Linked DNA regions of Ovis aries: region 1 is linked to region 2. The links are chromatin contacts, called in public Hi-C maps. All regions are on one chromosome and are shown on one strand. The core of a region is the stretch at or near the end of the contact, and the rest is flanking DNA. Distances in the headings are between cores, read along the strand shown. Region 1 holds the start of MSX2 (msh homeobox 2). Region 2 has its middle 270 kb from the start of MSX2.

Evidence for each region. A called contact is a pair of places that touch in the nucleus more often than the background predicts.
Region 1: a Hi-C map of mixed tissues shows a contact between it and region 2, with 3 times the contacts expected there. The contact joins the promoter of MSX2 here to the enhancer-like site in region 2. A contact is called at or near these places in 2 of 16 Hi-C or Micro-C datasets (liver and mixed tissues).

What each region holds. Positions count from the first base shown.
Region 1 is chr16:6,621,392-6,625,801 of ARS-UI_Ramb_v3.0, reverse strand. MSX2 (msh homeobox 2) reads right to left here and starts at 3,104. Exons shown (of 2, transcript XM_027979998.2): 1 at 2,653-3,104. The coding sequence starts at 3,031.
Region 2 is chr16:6,351,069-6,355,314 of ARS-UI_Ramb_v3.0, reverse strand. No RefSeq gene overlaps it. Among named protein-coding and RNA genes, the nearest start is that of MSX2, 270 kb to the left of the region's middle. Within about 2 kb of position 1,939, at least 3 of the 54 cell types and tissues checked have an H3K27ac peak or open chromatin away from gene starts, as enhancers often do.

The DNA of each region.
Region 1 (4,410 bases), core at 1,855-4,354, 270 kb before region 2:
TTCCAACAAGAAATGGGTTTGTCCTAATGTGACATTATTAACCATCACTTTAAGTGATTAAAAAGAAAGGTAGTGGGTTCTGCACTCAATCAAAAACCAGAAGTCTGGGCAACGGATGGAATAGCAACTACCACAGGCGTGCAGACTTTTGCATATGCTAATTCCTAAGTAAGCCAGAGAGCTAGGGGTGCCTGCTTCTTACTTTGCAAATAAAATAACAACAGAGACTCAGATCTGTGAAATTCTCACCCTTCAAAGACTTGACTGGGCTGCTGGGGAGAACCCAGTGGTCACAGCACAGACACCAAGCTTCTAGAGTCTACACTTGCCCCTGTTGAAAGGAACTCCGTGCCTGGGCACAGTCATTCCGCTGATCCTAGGGGCTGCATTTGAATTATGAAGTCCAGGAGATGGGTATCTTACAGTATATCAAAGCTATAAGGCTATGAGGCTTCCTACCCAGCATACCACTCCTCACCCTCCCATCCCCACTCCATTTTAAACCTGAGGAAGGATGAGATTATACAAAGCAAAACAGCATCGGTCCTACTGCCTATGAATAACAAAACCCGGCCTGGGTAAGTGGCTCCCTCCTGCCCCAGGCTCTGTCCCTAGGCTCCCGGAACCCACTGCTTTCTACCACAGGGCTCCCGAGGCCATCTCCAGGCCTAAACCACGACTGACCTACTTTTTGTTTTAAAGTTAAAACAAACTTTAAAGCTAAAGTTTAAAGTTTATTTTAAAGTTAAATCCTTTCTCATAATCTCCGATTTTTCTCATGAGAAGGCCACATCCAGGGCTGCCTTACCTTGGGCCCTGGCAGACATATTTACAGAACCCCAACAACCTAAGTAAGTGGAAATCTCTGACCTCTGGACACTACTCCCTGTAAGGTCTGAATCATTGATGTGAGGCTGGGAATTGACCCAGGCCTATGAATACACAGACACTCAATATTTGTCAAAACAAATTAAGTTCTTTAAAGTTTCTGAGCCTCTATTTCACCATCAGTAAAATGGGTAACTAATACTGATCCTGCAGTTCAGAGTACCAAATTTTAGAACGCCCAGAGTCGTGGGCTGCCACCAGATAGGGGATCATTAAATGTCCCCAAGCCTTTCTTGTCAAGCCCAAACTTGATGTGTGCAGATTCCTCTGAACTCTGCTGAAATGTCCTCATCTGTTACTGGGAGGCTGGCTTCAGCCACACAGAGATCAGATAAGATAATATGGTGAAAAGTGCTATAAAGCACTGTGCAAACTTGAGTTTAAATTCTTTGAGTCCTTAACCTCCACGCCCTTTGAATCTTTTGGAGTTTCTAACAGGGTGGAGAAAGACGCCAAAGGGGACCGCCACTGATGTCTGGTTATATGGCCTTGTTCTGTTCACAAAATTCTTTGTTTCTGAGTTTTCTCAGCTGATGGAAATAGAGTAAAATGTGATGCTCCCAGCTTTGGGAAAAAAAAATCCCTCCGCAGGCCCCTTCTCTCTCGCTTTTCCTAGAGGTACAGTGCGGGCAGAGCAATCTTAAAGGTCAGGAGATATAAGTAAAAGGAGCTATAAGAAATGAATGGTTTGTCCAAACTGCAAAAAATACCCAAGGCCCCAAAATAGATGTAAATGCTGGCAGAGAAATCAGCTCTCCTGGGCCTCTCTGTTCTTCCTTATTGGCAGGAAGCGGGGCGCAGGTGTTTCAGCCTCTCCTTGGTCTCTCTGGGTAGAAGGATCAAAGGCGGCCAGGGCTAGGACACCAGGGCCCCTTGCCCAATTCTGCCACTGTTGGTGACCTGGCCCAAGCAAGTTCAATCCTCAAAGTCTGGGTGTCTGAAAACTGAGATAACCACAGGTCCCGGGCTTCTCCCCGCACTTCGAGGTTCCAGCGATGACCGGGATCTGGTGAACTAGTAAGTATCACTTGGTAAACTCAAGCGCTGCTGGAATGCTGTTAATTATTACTCTGAGCCAAGCGGAGCCCCACGCCGCTGACCGCAGCCCGCTCCCAGCGAAGCGACGTGCCGGCCGTCGGGAGATACTTCCTCGCCGCATAGGTCTCTGCCGCCATCCCTCCGAGGGATCGTGCTTCGATTCCCCAGGGACCATCGGAAGATGATCACTGCTACCCCAAAGTCCGATTAGATTTTAACGAGCTCATCTTTAAAATGAGGGCACACCTCGCAGGGTTGTGAACTTTGAAATACAGTAAGGCACTCCGCTTCTGCCTGGCATATATTCGGGTGCACATTAAACGAGAATCCTTCTTCACTCCCTAGACAGAAACCTCGATGGACAGTGAGAAAAAGCGAAGTGGCCTGAGCGCAGGGCTGTGGGCTAGAGAAAACGACAACCGAGCGACCCCAGCCAACGCAGCTGGGTTCGCCCTTCAAAGACCAGGGAGTTGGCAATCGTATAGAACACTTTGTGTAGCTGGGGGATCCCGAACACGCGCTGCGCGGCTATCACCCAGAAGGTGTCTTAGATGCCGCTGGACTCTGGGGATATTAAGGGGCCAAGACCTTGCAATGTTTGCTTTAGGGGGCGCATAGTACAGAGGGGCCTCCGTACCATAGCTTGGAATACTGGCCCCTAGTTCCCCCCCCCCGGTACCCCGCGCACCCCACCTACTCCTGGTCCCGGCTCCCGCAGGCACTCACTTGGCGGCGGCGAGTATCTGCCCGGTTCCTGCATCCACGCCGCTCCGTCTTCTGAATTTTCCGACTTGACCGAGGCGGTCTCGAAGGGTTTGACCAGCGGCCCGGGGCTGTGAGCTTCCCGGACGCCGTGGCCAGGCAGCAGAAGCGGCCGCAGGGTGGCCCCGGCGGAGGCGCTTTCGGCTGGCCGCGGGGACGTCTCCTTGGGCGGCTTCTTGTCCGACATGAGCGCCTCCACACTGAAGGGCAGGCTGGAGACCTTGACGCGGCGTTCCTCCGCTGCCCCTTCGGCGCCCCCAGGCCCCGGGCCCGGTCCGGCCACCATCGCTGGGCCCTCCTCATCAGACGAAAACAGGTCATTGCCTTTGGACGGAGAAGCCATGACTTCTCTGCCCTACGTAGCTCCGGGCGCGCGACTCCGCTGGCAACCCGGCAGCTGCGACTCAAACTTTTTTGGGGGGGAGACAGGAGGGGCGCGCCTGGAGCCGTGCCTTTCCTCCAAGGGGAAGTGAGAGACTGGGCTCAGCCAATCCGCGCTCGCCCTGGCGCTGACGCCACGGATGCTAGCCTCCGATTGGTTCTTCCGGAAGAGGCTGGGACTTTTTTTATTTTTTTCTGTTTGAAATAAATTAGGAGTTAATTACAGGAGCAGTCAGCAGAGTTGTTATTAGGCGATCCCTCAAGGGTTATAATCACGCCAAAACTGAAAAGTCTAAGGCGTAATTAAGGCCGATTATTTAAAGAGGAAGTTCGCCGAGTCCCATTTCTTCTCTCTTTTGACCCCTCTTTTAAAAAGGTTCTCCGCTCCAGAACGCGTTTAAAATCTGCAACTGACATTGCAAAAAACTTTGATGAAGCTCCTACTATGGGCCGAAACTGGGCTACTTAACAGTTTTCGGGGTCAGCACTGAAAGCAAGGGCCAGCATCCCTGTTAAAGGAAATACTACATGCATGGCGCTTATAAGAGCAGATATTTCGCTTAGCAAGTGCCCATCAGCGTTTGCTATTACTGTAACTCCCCTAGGAGAAGGGCCGGAGGGAGTCAGAGAGGTTGGTGGTCACGACAACCCTCTCCCAAGTAGCTGGAAAATTTAAAGCAGAGCTTTCCATCTCTTACACTCAAAACCAGCGCACTCTTAGAAACTCTGAAATCCTGGAGTTTTCTTTTCCCTGAATCTCTTCACTGGAAGAAATCCGGATCTGACCTTTTTCTCAAGACTGCGTGCGTTGTGTGTTTATGAGTTTGTTTGAGCCTGTGCTTGTCATGTGTGTTTAGGTGCCAGTGTTTGCCTTCAAGGAGGAGGAGGGAGGAAAAGGCATAGATAATATCGAGTGCTTCCCAACCACCCCCACCCCCACCCCCCGCAAATCTCATAAATATTGGGTGCCAAGTTTGCACACCCCAGCCTGTGTATCTTTTAGGGAAGCACATTTTTATTCATTGCACCTAGCTAAAAAAAAAAAAAAAAAGTATAGATATCCCCACCCTACTTGAAATTATACCCTGGGTAATTACATCTCAAAGCCTTAGTGATGACTGTCTCAGTATGGGAAAGGGGAGAGCACAGAAGCTTCTAAAGTGCAGAGACCAACCTTGCTGCAGGCCACGGGGTCAGCACCTATTGCTTCAAATGATGCCTGCTATGCTATGGTTGCCTTTTCCTATATCTGAGTGATTTCCTATATCCCAAAGATGATGAGGTGAATAGAAGTTTCCCAACTCAGGGACTTGCACACAGCAGATGCTTGTTAAATAGTTC
Region 2 (4,246 bases), core at 690-3,189:
TTGCTCAGTCGTGTCCGACTGCAGCATGCCAGGCCTCCCTGCCCATCACCAACTCCCGGAGTTTACTCAAACTCATGTCCATTTGAGTCGGTGATGCCATCCAACCATCTCATCCTCTGTCATCTCTTTCTCCTCCCACCTTCAATCTTTCCCAGCATCAGGGTCTTTTCCAATGAGTCAGTTCTCCACATCAGGTGGCCAAAGTACTGGAGCTTCAGCTTCAGCATCAGTCCTTCCAATGAATATTCAGGACTGATTTCCTTTAGGATCGAGTGGCTGGATCTCCTTGCAGTCCAAGGGACTCTCAAGAGTCTTCTCCAACACCACAGATCAAAAGCATCAGTTCTTCAGTGCTCAGCTTTTTTATGGTCCAACTCTCACATCCATACATGACTACTGGAAAAACCATAGCTTTCACTATATGGACCTTCATTGTCAAAGTAATGTCTCTGCTTTTTAATATGCTGTCTAGGTTTGTCATAGCTTTTCTTCCAAGGAGCAAGCATCTTTTAATTTCAAGGCTGCAGTCACCATCTGCAGTGATTCTGGAGCCCAAGAAAACAAAGACTTTCATTGTTTCCATTCTTTCCCCCTCTATTTGCCATGAAGTGATGGGACCAGATGCCATGATCTTTGTTTTTTGAATGTTGAGTTATAAGCCAGCTTTTTCACTCTCCTCTTTTAACATATAATTTATTATAAAACATATAACTATGTTTTAACATATAATTTATTATATATCGTGTATTTCAATACATCCATGTAAATTTAAAAATGAGTTTATTTCAAGCAAACACTAAATAAATAGCAGTGCAGGTGGCTTTCAGATATGGCCGGCCTTCTCCGGATGCAGCAGTGAAGAGCTGGAAGACACTGGACTGGACCATCTCTCGATTATTTCCTGCTCTAAAGTTTTCCAAAGGGACTGGGAGAATCAGTCATCTGGCCTCTTGCAGGCCTGTCCAACCAACTCTGACGATGTTCAGACCACCCCCAATTTTTCACTGACTGCTCCATGTTATCCCAAAACTCCACTCTGCACCGTAGCTGCCATGTGCCACATAGAAGCAGATCCATGCTTGGGGGAAGAGGGAACGAGTATGGTCCAGGAAGGCTTTTTAAAGCCTGTCAGATCCTGCAGGAATTTATTGAGCACTTGCTATATGCCGGTCAATATGCCAAATCCTTGTTCATGATCTTCTAACCCTGTGAAATTGTACCTGAGCTTTTGTCACTAGTGGGGCCTTTATCCAGTTGTTAGGTCCTAGGACCCATTTTATCTTCCGTAAAATGAGATGATGAAACCTGTGTTGTGCTCCTCATTTGATTAGCATCAGAATCAAAAGAGACTGTGTATGGGGACTGCTTTGGGAGCTACAAAGTCCTGTCCAAAGAGCAGGTAAAGATAGACAATGAAAAAAAAGAACCCAGAAAATCTCTTCCTTCTCTTCTCTTCTTTAACAAAACCCACTGTGTGCCATTAGATTACCCGTGAGGTTCTATGACATCATTTGTCAGAGGTCTTGTTTCTCCAGCCCCTTCTCAGATGTAATCACTGGCTCCTGTGACCAGTTAGGAGCATTTAAGTTCTAAGCCCTAAGGGCTGATAAACTCCAGTTTGAATTCCTCCCTGGAACTTGTGAGCAGTGCTCCCTCTGGGCCTATCCTCCTACTGATAAATCAGGGGATGATGGCAGTTGTTGCCCAGTTGTCTGTTGGGAAGACGTGACGTGCTGAACTGTGTAAAGCACTGGGCACAAATTCCTGGCTTGCAACACGTGGTAAACGTGTACAGTCATTGTTATTATCTACTCTGTGAGGTCTGATTGTTATTATTCCCATTCAAAAGACAAAGAAACTGAGGCTCAGGGAGGTGAAGCTGCTCGTTCAAGGCTACACAATGAGTAAGCAGTGGGGCAGAGCTTTGAAGCCAGTTGTGACTCGGGTCATGCTTGTTTGCAATGTGTCATGAGTCTTCTCTATGGGAAGGGAAAGTGTGTGTGTTAGTCACTCAGGCGTGTCCAGCTCCTTGTGACCCCATGGACTGTAGACTGCTGGGCTCCTCTGTCCATGGAATTCTCCAGGCAAGATTACTGGAGGGGGTTACCATTCTCTTCTCCAGGGGATCTTCCCAACCCAGGGATTGAACCCAGGTGTCCTGAGTTGCAGGCAGATTCTTTACTGTCTGAGCCACCAGGGAAGCCCTGGGAAGGGAGGTGGTGTTCTTATAAGAGAGAAGAGAGAGAGAGAAAGAGAGGTAGAGAGAGAAAGAAAGAGAGAAGAGAGAGAGAGAGAAAGAGAAGAGAGAGAAAGAGAAGAGAGAGAGAGAGAAACAGAGAAGAGAGAGAGAGAAAGAGAAGAGAGAAAAAGAGAAGAGAGAGAGAGAAACAGAGAAGAGAGAGAGAAAGAGAGGTAGAGAGAGGGGTGCTTTTGATCTGGATCACGTACAGTTCTCTTTCTTTTTTATGCTGCTTCCTGATTTCAATAGCATTTTCATTCATTATCTCATAAAACCTGGCTGATGTGATCATTGCCAAGCCTGTATTATACTTGAGGCTCCCATCTCTAGAGGCTCAATTCTGCCGAAAATGTCCTTCAGTTTCATAATCTGCCGACTGAAAATTGGGAGCATCACTCGACGCATCATTTATGCATCCTCCTACAGCAGATGACAGAATATCTGAAATAAGCCTGTCGTGGAAAACTTATTTTATTTGATTTCTGCACAGAAATAGTTCATCTGCTTGTAAATCATGCCCTCCCATCTCCAGCCTGTAGCGAATTCTAAGCTGGCCATCTGTGCTGGTCTGTGATCCTTACTGTCTTTAGGGGTGTCAGGGTGAGTAGAGCCCTGGCCACCTGCTGCTGGACACAGCTGGGAACTGGGCTGGAAAGGACAAGCGGTGAGACCTGTGAGCCTGGGCACCTTCTTGGAGACAGGTTCAAATCTTGCATCACTGCTCACCAGATAATTAGCTGCACTCAGCCTTTCTTAGCTGAAGTTTCTTGATCCAAGTTATCATCTTTATCTTGAAGGGTTTTGTTGAAGAGAAATGAGATAATCCATGTAAACCATTTAACTCACTTAGCTAACAGTAAGTGCTTAATAACTACTGACAATTATCCCTGAAGCTTCCCCTCAAGTGAAGAGGTTGGTCTCGTTTGCTGATGAAAATGAAAGTGTTAGTTGCTCAGTCGTGTTTGACTCTTTGAAATCCCGTGGACTATGGCCCTCCATGCTCCTCTGTCCATGGGATTCTCCAGGTAAGAATACTGGAGTGGGTAGCCATTCCCTTCTCCAGGGGATCTTCCTGACCCTGGGATCAACCCTGGGTCTCTGGCATTGAGGCAGATTCTTTTCCATCTGTGCCATCAGGGAAGCCCTCATCTCCTTTGCTGACACCCAGCCTGAGATCCAGTCTGATCGTGTCTGTGGCTATTTCCTGGGCACTTGGAATTTCCTGCCTGGCATGTGAGTCCCTACTCTGGCTATAACCTGCAAACAGGCCTCTGCATAGATCTTGTAGAATTTTCCCCAACAGTTACTACCTCACTTCCTTGTTTCCGAGGAATTTATTTATTCGTTTGTTTATTTATTTCAAATTCTGAACTTGTCTGAAATCAGAACAGGTCTTTAAATCTCTCCATACAGGTAACATAGTAGTAACTCTTTTTATTTTCTTCCCTCCAGAAAAGCTGGTGAACCATCAGTGACAACTCGGAGTGAGTAAAAACACATAGTTCCCATTTTTTGGATCATTTCCAACCTTGTGTCTGTTGGCTGTGGTTGCCAGACCTTCAGAACTCCACTGCTCTGGATCCTGGCATCTTTGGGGAAAGGGGCCTTTAGGGAATGAGCTGGTGCCACAGCGCCCTCTGGTGTCCAAGAGGCTCTGCCAACACATGCAATGGACCGCCTAAAAGCAACGAGGGGGTTTCAGAACATCTGCCCAGCTTTTCTTCCTCCCCAGGGAGGGCAGTGTAAGAGGCGTCATGCCTGCCTTATATGAGGCAATGGCACCCCACTCCAGTACTCTTGCCTAGAAAATCCCATGGACGGAGCAGCCTGGTGGGCTGCAGTCCATGGGGTCGCTAAGAGTCGGACACGACTGAGTGACTTCACTTTCACTTTTCACTTTCATGCACTGGAGAAGGAACTGGCAATCCACTCCAGTGTTCTTGCCTGGAGAATCCCAGGGACGGGGGAGCCTGGTGGGCTGCCGTCTATGGGGTCGCACAGAGTCGG